2 separate regions of the Anser cygnoides genome follow, and region 2 is linked to region 1. Evidence: chromatin contacts called from public Hi-C data. All regions are on one chromosome and are shown on one strand. The core of a region is the stretch at or near the end of the contact, and the rest is flanking DNA. Distances in the headings are between cores, read along the strand shown.

What was found. Hi-C and Micro-C count contacts between places; a contact is called where the count stands out from the background.
Region 2: a contact with region 1 is called in a Hi-C map of liver, with 2.9 times the contacts expected there. The contact joins the enhancer-like site here to the promoter of TXN2 in region 1. A contact is called at or near these places in 2 of 7 Hi-C or Micro-C datasets (both in liver).

What each region holds. Positions count from the first base shown.
Region 1 is chr1:56,485,741-56,488,440 of Taihu_goose_T2T_genome, forward strand. TXN2 (thioredoxin 2) reads left to right here and starts at 1,404. Exons shown (of 4, transcript XM_048048298.2): 1 at 1,404-1,526; 2 at 1,622-1,782. The coding sequence starts at 1,622. It overlaps FOXRED2 (FAD dependent oxidoreductase domain containing 2), which reads left to right. Exons shown (of 9, transcript XM_066996741.1): 9 at 104-1,237. The coding sequence ends at 354.
Region 2 is chr1:56,729,240-56,731,939 of Taihu_goose_T2T_genome, forward strand. All of the region lies in intron 6 of RBFOX2 (RNA binding fox-1 homolog 2), which reads left to right. Among named protein-coding and RNA genes, the nearest start is that of MB, 47 kb to the right of the region's middle. Within about 2 kb of position 1,367, at least 2 of the 3 cell types and tissues checked have open chromatin away from gene starts, as enhancers often do. A contact at or near this core is called in liver, where this site is marked.

The DNA.
Region 1 (2,700 bases), core at 154-2,653:
AAAGTGCTGGTGCTGCGTGCGTGTTCCCAAAAGCCTTTGGGAATTGTTCTCTACAGGGTGTCTCCGGTGAGTCTCATTTACTTTTTTGTGCTCTCCCTGGCAGAATCCTGTTTCCTCTTCGCCCTCACCCGCCAGAAGCTGCCTCCCTTCTGCCAGCAGGGCTACGCGAGGATGCAAGGACTGGCGGGGAGCGAGAGGCTCCGGCGCCACGCGGTAGCAGCCGGCCTGCTGGAGGATTTTGCTGCCGCGGACTTCTCAGGTGACAAACTCCCCGACGGGGACCAGCTGCTGAAGGACCACGTCGTACCCGTCCGCCCGCTGCAGCATCTCGTTAACGCCAAGGACGAACTCTAACGTTTCTCCCGCCGCGCGGAAACCCACGGGTGCTGCTGTGCCAGTACTGTAACAGAGATCCCCGGCAGGGCTCTCCCCTCTCCCCCGCGCCTCTTCCATCCCCATCCCTTCTTCTGCCGTTCACGACTTGCCAAAGACCTGCTCAGATCTTGCTGTTACAGAAAGGACCGACGTGCTCCCAAGGACAAGGCAGGGCCTGAAATCCGGCGGTGCTGAGGCGCCCGCTTTGTCCTTGCAGTGCTCAGAGTTGCCTGAAGGTGGTGTTTATAGCCTAGGCCAGCATCTGCAGCGACATCCAGGGGTCCAAAAGGGGAGATTTGAGGGACGTTTGGGTGACTTACATTGTCACCTCCCTCTTGTGAGGTGACTTGCTCGTGTCCCGTGGCAGCCTGGTGCGGGCGCGCTGCTCCCTGGGTGCTGCGAGTGCTTCGGGATCTGTTTGTGTACCGAATCCAGAAGTGGTTCTCTGGGCAAACTGCACGGTATTTTTGCTGCCTTTGATTTAGGGCGGTGCCGGAGGTGGGCACAGAGGGGTGGTGGGTTTTTAGTTAAGTCCGGCGGGGATAATTTCTCATTTCCAGGAGAGCACTACAAGAGACCCTTCGCCCTACGCGGCTGAGCAGCCTGCCTCCAGTCCTAGGGCAGAGAGACTCACACTGACTGTGGGCCTGCTGTCCAAACATTTCTTCTCTGTACCAAACACCCTAAAAAGCCCCCCCACACACCCCGTTTTATAAAGCATGTCCGCCACCCCTCCTCTTTGCACTGCATCCCGACAAGAAAGTTCCAGGTGCACTTTGGTGACAAAACGCTCGTCCTGTTTCTTTCTCTCCCCTCCGCTCACCCCAAAACCCCTCTCCCAAGGGCTGGCTGGGTGGTGGGCTGCGCTTTCCTGCCCCTTTGTTATCCCCACGCGTTCGTGTGCGTCCCCCGGGGGGGCTCCACGCGGGGCCGGTCCCCTAAATCCCAATGAATCGCGGGGGTGCGCGACAAAGCTCCCCCAGGGGGCACGAAAAAGGTCCCCGCGGAGCAGCCTGCTCCGCCCCAAGCCGGCGGCTGGGTGCGAGTGACAGCAGCGGCAGCCACTGAGCTCCCGCAAACGGGGCGGGGGGGGGCGGCTCCATCCGCAGAGACGGCCGGAAGCGGGTTTGGGCACCTGCGGGCAGGGCGAGGTGCGGGGCCGCGGCCGCGATAGGGAGCGGGGTCGCGATCGGGACGGGGATCGCGACCGCCCCCCCGCCCTGACGCCCCCCTCTTCTCCCCGCAGATGGCGCAGAGGTTGGCGCTCCGTCGGCTGCTGGCCGGCCCCGGCAGGGCCTTGGGCACCTCCGCGGCCCGCCCGAGCGCCTTCAACGTGCAGGACGGCGGCGACTTCCAGGAGCGGGTGGTCAACAGCGCCAAGCCCGTCGTGGTGGACTTCCACGCGCAGTAAGTGCCCGGCAGCGCCGAGCCCCGGGGCACGGCGAGGCTCCGGTAACGCCCTTCATCGCTTCTCGGGGCTAAGTGTCCCCCCAAAAAACACAGAGCGACGTTAACGCGCGTTTTGTACCTCCCCGCAGGCTCACGCTGTGTCTCTGCAGCTCTAGCACCGTGCGCTCTTGGGCCAGAGCTCTTGACAGCCTCACGGTAGCAGAAGCAATGTTTGTGATCGATAAAACTGTTGTTGTGCTCTTGCCAGTTAAAATATTCCTGGATGTTATCCGCTGGATTAACGATGCCGATTATACTGCTTTTTCAAGTGTTTTCACGGTCCTGTAGTGCTGCCATAGGAGTTGTGGCTGATTCTGGGCAAACAGGCTACAGAGCAGCCCCAAAACAGCTGCACTAAACAGACCAAACTGACGAACCACAACCAACATTAACTGGGGTCATCCAGGGAGAAAAAGACAAATAATGGAAAGCCTGAAACCCAACATGGAAGGAGGCACAAAACTTACGTTTTGCATGAGCTTATGTTTTACATGAAAAGGGCACTCAGAGCTTTAACTTGTGTTTTCCTTGGCCTGAGGGAGTTCACAGCTCCCTAACCAGCGTGTTTAGGTGCAGCACTGTTTTCCCTGTGTGGGGCCTTGCAAAATCTGCCGTGGCTGCCATGTTCTTGCGTTAAACGCCTGCTATGTCTGCAATTTTTGCAGCTAACTCTGCAGTAAGTACACAGGCAAGCCTGTGATAATTGGCACGAGCCAATAGGTGTGCAGGTGGCTGCCCCCATGCCTGACAGCAACGCTTGCACCACGGCGGCGTTGTGGCCATCTGGGTTACAGCTCAACACGTGAGCAGGGCAGGGACGAACGGCTGAGCAGCAGAAGGAGGACAGCCCGGGCTGGGGGAGCTGGTTAATGTTTA
Region 2 (2,700 bases), core at 117-2,616, 240 kb after region 1:
AAAATTGGTTATATAGCGGCTTATGTGTAGTCTTCACAAGGAAGTTCCATCGTTAGTGAGTGGAGGTCCATAAAGAAACGCAAAGTAAGTAAAAAACTTGTGCAGAAAGCTGTATGGAAGCACTGAAGTCTTCATGTTTACAGTTAACCACAGGTTAATAATACTCGTTTAGGTTTGAATAACTCTACCTAAAAGACTGCGTGCTTGTCATGTGCGTTTATTTCTTCTTGGAGTGGACTAGGTGCTTTGAGTGAGCCACGCTGTCGTGAACTTAGTTTCCACTCAGGGAAACAGGTACCTTCCCGTGTTACAGAGGGCTTGTTTTCACTTTAATTCTATTTTTATAATTTTTGTTCAGATGTCATCAGTTGAGCCAGAAATTCAGATAAAGTTATTAACACAAAGAGCCTTAATGACAAATTAAGTATAAAGCAGTGTCGCTTTCTCAGGTCACCAAATCCCTTTATAATGCTCATGGTTTGCAAGAGACGTGACCTTTTATCCTAGTTTAGTCAAGAACGGTGAATTGCCTAGGTCACCTTCAACCCTGTAATACTAATAAGTTAATGAGTTAAATTTGTCCATACACTGTGAACTGGTTTATTTGAATTTGAATAATTAAGGCTGAAGCTGATGGAATGATAGTGTAAGCTGATTTGCTGCTCCTTGTGGGGAGGGGCACCTTCCTAGTGGTGCTCATGTCATCGTGCAGGGACTTGAATTTAGGGTGCCGAATTAGCAAAAAGAAAAAAAATAAAAAAGGAAAAAAAGGGAGAAAAAGAAAAAATCCAGCAGGGGGAGAGAAGGAGAAGCGAGAGCTCATCTTCTGCTGGTCTAGCGTGTCAAACTCGCTGACCACACAGCAAGGTGAACTCCATGTCAGATGAAGGGGGGAGGAGGAGGAGCGCACAACCGGCAAATTGTGGGGCCGCGCGACCTCTGCTCCGAGTTGGCTGGAGCTGATCCAGAGCTGCCAGCGCTTGCAGCCCTGGCTGCAATCCCACCATTCAGCCCTGTCCTCTGCCCCCTTCTCGGTTTTGTAGGAGGGATTGGCAGTGGAGCGACGCAACAAGCTGGATCGGGGAAGTGATCCAGCTTAAAAATAGCCCCGCTGTTGAGTTTTCTCTTTGGCGTGTGTTGTTTTTTTTAAAAAAGATGTATTTATTTATTTATTTGGATTTCTTTAGCCAGAGTAATTCCTGCATCTGTTTCACTAGACCGCACAGGTAGGCAGCTGGGTGGATGCTTTGTCCATCCGCGCCTAATGCCCCAGAGCAGCACAGGGGAGCTGGAAGGGCTGCTGAAGTGATGGCAGCCTCGGTTTACACTGGTTCCTTCACCAGTTTGAAGTGAGTGCGTGTGACTGATAACATGTGCTTCTGAATTTCGGGCAGTGTTCCCGTCGGTGCACCCAGACCTGCTCATCTCAGGTGGATTATAGCTGAAACCCTCCTCCTCTCCCAAATGCCTTGGAAACAGGTAGCCTAAACTTCTGCCCCTTGGCCATATTTTTCAGGCTCCTGAAAGTTTATTTGTAAACAAAGGTGGGGGGAAAAAATGGAGGAAAAAAAAAAAAAAACAAAAAAAAAAAAACAACCACGACCCAACAACTAAAGAGCACAGCAGCAGAGGAAGGCAAAGCCCATTGCTGGCTGCGTGCTCTAGGGGTACAAGGCAAAAACGCTGCTGCTGAGGTGACTGTCTAAACTCCATGACAAACAAAGGGTTAACAATGCATGGATTTCAAGGGGCTCTGTTTAGTTTCCTTTGTTTTTATTTTCTTTTTTTTTTGTTTTGTTTTATTTTATATTTTTGTTGTTTTTTTTGTTTAATTTCTGTGTTCTGGCCACACCCAGGAGAACCGTCTGCTTTTGATTTCTCCCTTTACGGTTACATGGTAAATTTTCTTTCTCATTCTTCAGAGATGGAAACGTTCAAATACTCTCTCTATATACATTTATTTATTTTTTTTTACACTGCTCATCATGTTGCTTGTTATTTATTGCAGAGTCTGAGGCCAGACTAAAAGGGTGACAGTTACTCGGTCTCTTCAGGCCCTTTGAATAAACCTTTGGGTAAAAAGGGGGTTAGTCTGGCCCTGCAAATTACTCATAAGTCCTAAATTTTTTTGCAGGGTTTATTTAGTGTTTGTGGGGTATGTTGAGGTTTAAATTTATTTTCTGCCTGGGAGAAGTTCCTGGCAGTTGGTGGAGGGGGAAATGTTGAAAAATTCAGCCTTGTTATCATAACAGCCTTATTAAACGGGAGTTATTTGTGTAAACTAAACTCTAGAAACGTTAAGTCTTTTTTTTTAACCCAGGATTGCATCTTCCCTTCCTCTGGCTCCATACCTAGTACTGTGGGGCAAACCAGTACTTGCTATAGAGCTGAGCTAGCAAATACTGTTTATCTGCCTCCTTTTTAATTTTTTTTTCTTTAAGGGCAAGACAACCTTGGGAGGGAAAACTGAGAATTGTTTGTTGTATATGTATTTGGGTACAAATTAATCCCTATTCTTTGCAGGTCATCTATGAGAAGGAATTAAAAATATATGTATGTGTTGTTTTCTCTCCCACATCAAAAATATGTGTATTTAATTGCTAGTTTTTAAGCTTAGTAATAATAGAAATGTCAAGCATGGTTCACCTATTTTTCCTGATTGAAAATTTGAATGTCTAAGGGTCGCATTAAGAAGACTAA